Regions from separate parts of the Mus musculus genome. Here region 2 is linked to region 1. The links are chromatin contacts, called in public targeted proximity ligation maps. All regions are on one chromosome and are shown on one strand. The core of a region is the stretch at or near the end of the contact, and the rest is flanking DNA. Distances in the headings are between cores, read along the strand shown. Region 1 holds the start of Pip5k1b (phosphatidylinositol-4-phosphate 5-kinase, type 1 beta). Region 2 holds the start of Tmem252 (transmembrane protein 252).

The links.
Region 2: a targeted proximity ligation map of intestinal crypt epithelium shows a contact between it and region 1, with 5 read pairs. A contact is called at or near these places in 4 of 130 datasets of targeted methods (embryonic stem cells, intestinal crypt epithelium, intestinal villus epithelium and 1 more) and 1 of 9 other capture datasets (embryonic stem cells).

The regions. Positions count from the first base shown.
Region 1 is chr19:24,551,880-24,557,368 of GRCm38.p6, reverse strand. It overlaps Pip5k1b (phosphatidylinositol-4-phosphate 5-kinase, type 1 beta), which reads left to right and starts at 1,497. Exons shown (of 15, transcript NM_008846.3): 1 at 1,497-1,604. Gm50341 (predicted gene, 50341) reads right to left here and starts at 1,037. Exons shown (of 2, transcript NR_169181.1): 1 at 985-1,037; 2 at 1-361.
Region 2 is chr19:24,672,437-24,677,254 of GRCm38.p6, reverse strand. Tmem252 (transmembrane protein 252) reads right to left here and starts at 3,247. Exons shown (of 2, transcript NM_183160.3): 1 at 2,912-3,247. The coding sequence starts at 3,186.

The sequences.
Region 1 (5,489 bases), core at 248-2,747:
CAAGTCCTAAGTTAGTGATGCCTTAAATCGCTAGTAGCGGCCACACACACCTGGAAGAACACTGGAGATACCGTCCCTAACAATACACATCTATTTGATTTGTCAGCTTTACGTGAATAAAACTTTAAGAACAATGCATTTTTTGTTATAAAGGAATTTTTATGCTTCATTCCAGGGTGATACTAAACCACCACAAATTCACTCGAGTTGGGGTTGGGGGTGGGGTTGTTAAAAGATTTCAAAACTGCCTGCAGGTGCTCTTTGTAGAGCCTCAAGGGAGTGTCCTCAAGCAAGGGTCATCAAATGCTGGTCTTCCTCTGACAGAACGCAAGTTTTCTTTCCCACAAGTGTTTTGTTTTGTCTGAGGAGGGGAAAGTGGAAGGAAGTGATAAAGCTGAACTGTACCACTTGCTTCGACCCAACTGGGAGGGAGTCGCTCTCTTCCTGTGCCTGTTAGATAAATTTAATTTTAGCGTTCAGAACAGCACAACTCCAAACGGATCCTTAGATCTAGCCCCTACCCTCTTCGAAGCTAAACTAACCTAGTGAGATTCCAAGTGGCTCCAGCAGGCGCGCCCCCATTGTAGCTCAATGGCGCGGGACCCCTCACTAGCCCATCCCTAACCTGTTGGATAGATCGTCCTTCTTGAGAGCACCTGCTATCCTTAGAAGGGAGACAAGTGTGGTCTCAGAACCTTTGCGCGTCCCTTCCTGATAAAGGGGGTATAGGGGAGGGCTCTGCTTGCTTAAGTGCTGGCTCCTCAAGGAAGAGGAGTCAAGTCTGGCATTGCCCGACTGGTGGCCAGGGACACTGGCAGCGGCACGCCCTACCCCAACACAGTCCACAGCAGTGAGGCTTCGAGACTCTGAGAAGCTCCCAGAAGCTCTGGAGCTTTGGAGGATCCCGCTAATCTCAGGGAGCCGCTTCACCCCTGCTCTGAGTCCTGGCTGCACAGTGGCCCGGGCGCACAATCTCCCACGCACCGACTAGAGCGTTAGGTCCGACTGCGGGCTGCTCTGCTGCTGCAAACCGGTCTGGCTTCCTTGCAGGGCGTGCGGGACAGAGCAGAGGGTGGAGAGAAAAGGGGAAGAGCCTGGGCGGCCGGCGGGCGGGGCCTGCAGCCTCCCGGAGTCGCGGCCGCCGTGCAGCCTGCTCGCTGCCCGCCCCGCTCGGACTCCGGCGCGCCGTGCGGGGGCCCGTGGCTGCGGGGCACCGCCACTCCTCGGCCTCCATCCCCCGATCTCGCCTCGCCGCGCCACCCGGCGCTGTCTGGTCCTAGTGGTCCGCTTGCCGTTCTGCCGACCAGAGGAGCGGCGGGAAGGAAGGGGAACGCGGGGACACGCACACCGGCCGCGGCGCGCGCGCATTGCACACTCGCAGCCGCGCGTCCCCGTCGCCGCGCGTCCGAGCCCAGTGTGGCCCCGCGGCAGGGCCCGGCACCTGCCCGCCCCCCCACCCCACCCCCCGGCGCTGCTCCGGCTCCGCCCCGCCCGCCGCCCGCCGCCCGCTGCAGCCACCGGAGAACCCACGACATCCCGACAACTTGCCCGCGGTGGCGCAACTGGTCTCGGCCGCCAAGGCTCCAGCACGCCGGCCGAAGGAGGTAAGTTTCCTGCGCGTCCCCGGCAACCCTGCCTACACCCTCCCTTGCCGCCGCGCCTGAGGCTCTGTGTGTCTCTGCTGGGACCTGACCTGCTCTCCACCTTTCCACTTTGCCTGTCCAAGTTGTGCTGGGGGTGACATGGAGGGGGCGCCCGTGGTCGTCAAACCAGGACCTTCGCTCCTCGGGGGCCACAGCTGCGCAGTCCCCGTGGGCACCGACCGCCTCGCTACCCTGATCCCTAGGGCCGCAGTGACACCCAGTGATCCCTCGGGCTCACTTAAGTCAGAGACCCCTCCCTCGTTTCTGGGGAACCTGCTGAGTTTTGTTGCAGCAGGAGAGGTGTCTCCGTCATTCTCCCCTGCTTCTAAACAGCAGCGAACTTGTTAGGCGCCCCCCGGGATGTACAGAGGGGCTTCCACGAGTGGCGTTCTGCTTGATTTCTGGCTCTGGCGCCGGGTGGAACAGGTGAACTACAGTTCCAGCCTGAAAACAGCCGCCGACTTTTACAGTCCCCTGTCTTCAATGGCCCTGTCAATGTGACGATTCAACATCTGGGGCGGGGGTGGGGGGTGGCGGGGGGGATGGGGAGAGCGCTGGAGTTGGACTTGCCACTCTGGTGCCAGGAGTCGTCAGAACCGAAGACAACAAACGTCTGCTTATCTCTCATCTATGCAGATGAGCATGTTCTCATTTCTTACCCCCACCCTCTCAAGCCGGCTGTCTGCTGTGCACAGCACGCTTGGGTAGAAACCTGTTCCAGAGAAGTTGTTTGGGTAGTCAGTGAATTTGTTCTTCATGTCTACTGAAGTCAGGACTTTGAACAGGATCTGCTATTTACTATGATGCTATGTAAAGGAAGCGCATGCTGACTCTCAAGTAGCCATCCCCCCCACCCCCCCCACCCCCGCCTCTGCCCTGGCTCTGCCCCTTGATGGCATTCTCAGCCTGGTAGAGGTCCCCCTGTAAAATGAATGGTCCATAAGGACTGAGACCTGATTAATCTGATCTAAGAAGTAGTCCGAGGCTGTTCTCTTGAACTTAGCTGTAAAGGGCCCCTTTCACCTCTCTTCCGGGAGACTTCCCTCTTGTTCTGTGTAGAGGCTGTAGTGTTTTTGCAGTCGTTGGAGTAGATCAAAGTCCAAGGATTGGTTTTCCTTAGACTCCAGTGTGATGGGGGTTCATGGAAGCTTCTGTCAGAGGGCTGCCCACTGAAAGGCAAAACAGAAAAACAAAAACAAAAACTTACCCAACCAAGTTCAAGGTTGAGCCTTAAGTGTCCTGTGCGATCTCTAAGCTGAAGAAAATGCTGGGTTCTGTGTACAAAGGTGGAGGACCCCCCCCCCCCAGGATGCATGGGAAGTGCAGCCATCCTTGGGCAGGAAAGTTGAACAGTGCTTACAGATAAAGCCATATTACATTTTTATCCAAACTAAGAAAACTGGAGGGACTGGGGGGGAAAAAAAACCCACCTAATATTTGCATCAGTGTCTTGCAATTTTTAATTGCTTTTCAGTATGCTCATCTTATTTCAACCACTTCTGAGGGAGGTGTGGTGAAGATGCTTATCATAGGTTTAGAGGAGGCATGGGGGACTCGGATTCTGGGGTTTATCACAGTGACAATCGGTCCTTCCAGTTAAAGCCAGCCTTGCTGTCCCTCATTCAGAGCCAGCCCTGTACTAGTGAAGTCTTCTTTTCTTTAATGGCTAGATTTGTCGTCTCCTCACAGTGGTCAGTTCGACCTCCTTGTGATTTGATGCTCACATTTTGCAGATGTGGGGAAACTCGGGGGTCAGGCCATCATGAGAGTTTTACATCACTTCTCGAACCCTGAGTGGATGGTCCAAGAGGGAGAGTTCATCTAATCGCCTGACAGTTTGTTGCTTTGTGTTTTCTGTCATTGTCCCACTTCTGATTAGATGAGGTCACTCTGTTCAGTGAGCTGGTTGGTGAACTGGGCTGTAGCTCTGACACAGCCTTTGTGCCAGACCATACGCTGAGCCTTAAGCATTTCTCATGGGAAACAAAAAAGTGCCTACGAAATTATGTCTCTTTTGGCCAGCTTTAGCATCCTTCGGGGTCTAATAATGTGGTATTATTTCCTGTAGGAGAAACCCAGTTTCCCTGTATCAGCCAAGGGAGCTAGCTAATCATTGATTCCAGCTTCAGTTTGTTTTTTCTGACTTGGGCAGTTTCACATCGTACCACTTGACGGAGGGAAAGAAAACTGCAAGTGTGCTTGAGCAGCTTCGAGCACCTATGCTGCTTAGTGCTTCTATTTGACTTTGAAGTATTCAGGTTAAAGTTCTCTCAGGTATGAATTGGTATTGCATATGCACTTTTTTTTTGAAGCTTTGTGTTTGCATATAGTAAATAAGCCTGTCCTCGTGGCTGTTAAGTTAATGGGGGTGAATGGACTCATTCATAAGGACAGCCTGCTATTATAAAAGACACAGCACCTTGCATGTAAGTTCCCAGCACAGGGATGATTTCCCTGTGAGAGGTGAGTTGCGCCTTCTGAAGTGCGGGGACTGGAGCCCACTGTGGATCACCCATGTTGTCTCCTGAGTTGTGAAACAGCTGTCTCTTTCTTGTGCCCTTCCACCTCCCGTCAGGAACATATAGCTGCCTAAAGGATACATCCCTAGAAACCGGCTTGTGCCATTTTATGAAAGAGCATGTCGAGAGATAGAGAAGACAACCACTCCTTTTTTTTTTGGTTTTTCGAGACAGGGTTTCTCTGTATAGACCTGGCTGTCCTGGAACTCACTCTGTAGACCAGGCTGGCCTCGAACTCAGAAATCCACCTGCCTCTGCCTCCGGAGTGCTGGGATTAAAGGCATGCGCCACCATGCCGGGCTCCAACCACTCCTTTTTACTCAAGGGTGCTGAGGTACACTTAACATTGCCTTGTGGTTTTGGAGGAGGAACCTAATTAGTGAAACCAACCTACTTTCTGTTCCCTTTAAGAATTAAGTGGATGCTCACAGTCAGGTATTGGATGGATCACAGGGCCCCCAGTGGAGGAGCTAGAGAAAGTACCCAAGGAGCTAAAGGGATCTGCAATCCTATAGGTGGAACAACAATATGAACTAACCAGTACCCCCCAGAGCTCGTGTCTCTAGCTGCATATGAATCAGAAGATGGCCTAGTTGGCCACCATTGGGAAAGAGAGGCCCATTGGTCATGCAAACTTTATATGCCTCAGTACAGGGGAACTCCAGGGCCAAGAAGTGGGAGTGGGTGGGTGGGGGAGTGTGGGGGGGACTTTTGGGATAGCATTGGAAATGTAATTGAAATAAATACCCAATTTAAAAAAAAGAGAAAAAAAATAAAAACACAAAAAGGACAAAAAAAAAAAGAATTCTCTTCTCTTTCCACTCCTTCCTATACACAGAAACCTGGTTTGGTTTGGTTTGGTTTGGTTTGGTTTGGTTTGGTTTGGTTTGGTTTGGTTTGGTTTGGTTTGGTTTATGTGTAGGACAATGAGACAACAACTATAGTGGTTCTCACATACTGCTAATGGATCTTGCTGTTTACTCGGGTTGGGACACATTTCCTTCTGATGAAGTATCCCAGTGCCAATACGAACTTGTCTAGAGCTGCACCATTTACAGGTAAGAAAGCTGAAGAGTTAGGAGGTGAACAGACTGGCTCGGGGTCACCCGGATACTGGTCCAAGGCCAGAGCTAATGTACCATTGTTATGGAGGTTTGTTTTCAAAGTTGTCCCAGGATATACAGTGAGGGTGCAGTTTTGACTTTTAGAAACTGTAGAGGTTTGCCGAAAACTTGTTTGCCAGTAATTTTTGAAGCAGGTATATTTTTATTTTCCTTATTTATGTTTTCAAATATTGCCTAACTAGATGTGGTGATGGAGAAAATGA
Region 2 (4,818 bases), core at 1,998-4,497, 120 kb before region 1:
CAATCCGAGAAACAGCCATTCAGTGCAGCAACCTTATCAGTTTTAGGTGACACAGGGATTTTGACCACATCCCACCTCTCTTTAACAGGACCCAATCCTTGTTACCATTCACACACAGCATCTAATACTCCACTGCTCTCAAGGCCTCAGACCTTCACAAGCAACAAAATAATGAATGGAAACCGTTTGTCACATGCAGGTCCATGGCAGAATAAATGCTACCACTCTCTCCTGACACATTATCAAGACCTGGGCAGCTAGTTTCAGAGAAAACATGGGAAACACACTCTGGTTGCAAAAAGGCATCAGCTGAGAGCTTTGTGGGACTTTCCCCTGCAGACTAGTAATGCCAGCCTACCCATGGTTAAGAGCCATTCACTCCAGCTGATGGGCACGCTGGTCGACTTGCCCATCTAGTCTCTAAATGTTTCTGACTCCACCATCATGAATGAAGGTGGGGGTGTGGCAAGTGGAAGGGAGATGGTGTGAGCTTACATGAGTTGTATATTTATAGAGGTAATTATCCAGTGCCAAAGGGAGTGTTTGTGGAGGGTAACCACAACAGAGCAGGGCCTGCCATTTGTAGCCCCTGCTCCACTCCAAATATCACAGAGCCAAGAGCTAAATAGCTGAAGAAGCTGTCTACTGTACGATGTAAGTCTTGACCTTTCCCAGGAATAGCCAAAGTTGAGTCATGGGGACAGAAAGGCGAGATTTTCCCTGGAACCACTTGAGAGACTGCCGAAAAGACTGCTCCCGTGAACTCCGTCACTGGAGGATCACTCACGTGGATGTCTCCGCCTAGCTACCTATTTTGAGTGCAAAGCTTTTGAGATATGGAACTTTTCCGGCTGACTCTGTGGACTGAGCATCTCATGATGCAGCAGGAAGGGGCAGGGAAGGGTGTCAAGATATTCATGATTTACTTTTGAATACTCCAGACAAGGGAATATATGAATATGTTGGTAAATTTCAGATGTATCATTTGCTATTAGCAAGAACTCACAAGGTAGATGTACACATATATACACATACTCATAAACACATGAACAAACATACACACAAGTACACACACACATACATACACACACACACAACCAAACACACAAACACATGCACAAACATATACATGTACAAACACATAAGGACATATACAAATATGCACATACAAACACACATACAAACATATATGCATGCACACACATGCATGAATACACACAAATACCTGCACACACAAAAACACTGTACACACACAATCACTCTAGACACATCTTCTGAATCACTTGTTTTATATATATACATATATATATATATGTATATATATGTATATGTATATATATGTATATGTATATATGTGTATGTATGTATGTATGTATGTATATGTATATATATATATATATATTTGGCTTTTCGAGACAGGGTTTCTCTGTATAGCCCTGGCTGTCCTGGAACTCACTTTGTAGACCAGGCTGGCCTTGAACTCAGAAATCCACCTGCCTCTGCCTCCCGAGTGCTGGGATTCCAGGCATGCGCCACCACTGCCTGGCTTACTCTGTTATCTTATTTTAAGATGAAACCCAAACAATCCCTAGTTAAGCTAACTGACCTTGGAAATGGTTTCTGATTGTTGTCTCTGGTGTGATGAATGCCAACAATGCACTGTCACTGGCGAGAGGACTCTTATTCAAAGTACACGGGATAATCAAAACCTTTTATGATCTTCTTACTCTTGCATGAAGAGCTCACAGGATTTACAGATGCTTACATCCTAGGCCTTAAGACACCCTATACCTTTAGAACAATGTTCTTGTGTTTGGACAAGAATTAGAAGTTCCATGCTAAGTTAACCAACCACAAGGTTACCTGAATCTTTCCCGCCCCCCCTGCCCTTTTGGTTAAAATATAAATAACATGTATTACTTGTGAGGGCATTAGTGGTATTAGTGGTCTTATATTGCTGCAAAACTATCCCTACAATCCCTAGATTGTAGTTTGTATCCCAAACTACAGCCCTATAATCATTAAATAATAATTCTTCATTTCTCCCCGCCCCCCCCCCCCACCACACACAACCCCCAGGCCTGGGACTACTGTTTTGCTTCCTGTCTGCAGTAGCTACTTAGTGTAAGCAGCTGTGATAGCTGCTAAGGATTGGTATAAATGGCTGTGGTGTAAGTGGCTCTGGTAGCTCATGGTGTAAGCAGAAATAGTACAGTGGCCGTCCTTTCTGTCTGGCAGGTGTCACTTGCCATAATGTTTTCAGTGTCTAAATATCTACGGCACATATCAATTAATGTGGTCTGTCTTAAGGCCAAGTAATAATGCCGTCTGTGTGTATCCGTGCTGCCGTTTGGTTTTGTATCATCGATGGGCATGTTATCATCTTGCCTTGAATATGTCCTTCATAAGAGGTGAGATCAGAACACTTAAAAGGTCAGTCATCTAGAACGTCCCTTAGTCACAGAAGTTGCTGGACTGACTTGACGTCTGGTCTGCTTGCTCATGTATTGTGGGTAGAACTTGGTCTGGGACTTTCTTTATAACCCAGTAACCAGGCTATCAGGACCATCTAATCATCACCTGCCTTTAACTAAAATTACCACCCCCACCCCCAAACATAGGAAGAATCTAGGGATTGTGCCCCTTAATTTGTTTATGTGACTTTTTACTGTGGGCATGAGGATCTTACCCTAAGACAATTTCCTCTTACGTCGTTGTTTTCCCCAAAGGCAGCCCCGCTCCCCACCACGCACAACAGCCCCAGAGCAAATTGCCCAATGGTGGAATTTTGAGCCTAGCTTCATAGCCTCCTGTAAGTGGATCCACTATGGGCCTGTGCTTCACTCCCCTTCCCACACCATGACTCCTCTCAACCCTTCTCATGCCCTCTGGCGCTCAGCTCAGCACGTACCTGTCTACAGTGGCCAGGGGCAGGTCCTGGAAAGCGAGGTGCTGTCTGAGCACGTGGTTGAACATCTCTTTGTTTTCATTTGCTTGGCGGTAGGTGCCCCAGAAAATTCCACTCAGAAGGATCACAAACCCCATGGGCAGAAGCACGTAGGCCACAACCAGATTCCTCTGGGAGTGGAAGATGGAGTTGGAGATGAAAAAGCCACCCAGGCAAATCATCAGGAAGCCGGTGAGGAGGGAGAGGGCGCACAGGATCAGCCCAGTCCTGTTCTGCATCCTTCTTCTTGGAGCCCCTCTGATCCTGCCACTCCTCTGCTTCCAGGCCTGCTGGGGGAAGAGCACTCACTAGCCAGGTCACAGCCTTATATACAGGAACAAATGGCCTTTGAACAATTAAATGAAGCAGGCACCGGGAAGCTATTCATTAACCACTGGAAGTTACTGTAACATCCTCCAGGGGGAACCTAGAAACATAACATTGTGTCCTCGGGGGGGGGGGGGGGGGGGGGGAAGGGGAGGTTGTGGGTAGCCAGTATGTTCCTGGTTGGTGGGTGGGACCTCAGCTGCTCCCAGGTATTGGAAGAGAGGTCGGAATCTTTTTGAGTATGAAGGCACTGGTCTCTCAGCCCTCGCTGTAGGGAACTCTGTACTGAAAGTTAAAGACGTTAGCATCTGTCTACAAACTCTTGCCTTCATTGTTTGGCAAAGACTCCTTTCCTGATTTCATTTTCTCTTTCCGTACTAAAAGTACATTTCGCCAAGGCTCTTAGCGCTCTGTCTTTGCCTACGTCAGTGACTCTACCCTTCATTGTCCCAATACTCTGATTCTGGGAAAATTCCATGGGAGCAGGCCAGGAAGTGATCTTTCTGTTGATAGAAGAGAATTCCAGAAGGAGAGGGAGCACACTGGAGAAGGACCGGGGCCGGGGGTGGTGGCACCTGGTGTAATAACTGCTGTTTGAATTCTGCTGCCAAATTTTCCCGTTGTTGGGGTGCAGATATTGCAACCCATCGTCCCCTCTGACTGACGGGTGCTAGTTAAGTATTTATTCTGTGTGACTTTAGTGCAGGCTACCATTCCTGGTTCATTATATATGTTTCACCCAAGTCTCTCCCTGCTCTCAAAAAAAAAAAAAAAAAAAAAAAAAATCCATAGGCATTTGACCTAAGGGCATTGTCCTCATAACGCTCTAGCATGATATAGCTATCATGTATACCAAGAGAGTACACATCATAAATTTCTCCTATTACACCCTACTCTTTGGCCCCCACACGGTCTCACAGGGCACAGTGACAGATGAAAGGCTGTAAGAAAATCTGAAACCTTCCCCCTAAAATATGTCTTAGGTAAAATGTATCTTAGCAGATGCTGCCAAACCATGTCCCTTGCCCTCTTTCCCTGCGTCTCTGCTCTGTGTCACATTGCCCTAGGAACGGTCTAGGAGCTACCTTCTGCACTCAGTCTGTGGTTATAAACTCCTCACTGCAGACCTGCCTCAGGCTGTACTTCCTACCTTTCTTTTATTTGGTGCCTTGGCACGTCCACACCACACCAAGAGACTTCTCTCCCCACTGGGGCTCCTGAGTCACTTCCTAGAGGCTTCCCACATTCCTCCATTGTCATCCCTGGTCGTTTGCTTTTCCAACAGGAAAATGTTTATTTGTGCAGAGTCACAGTATTTATACTTATATTCTTTAGCCTTGTTCCCGACGTTTCCTTAGCTCCACCTCTGAGTTAGGGCTAGGAGAGACAGGAAGACACTGCAGTTCAAAAAACAACTGCAGGCACCCCCCCCCATTCTGCCTACTGACCCCTACACGTATTAGCTTCAATTCCAACCTTGAACCACTGCCATCTTCTAGGCTCGGTATTATTTTTGTGGTCCAGCCTTTTGCTCCCTCAGTTTT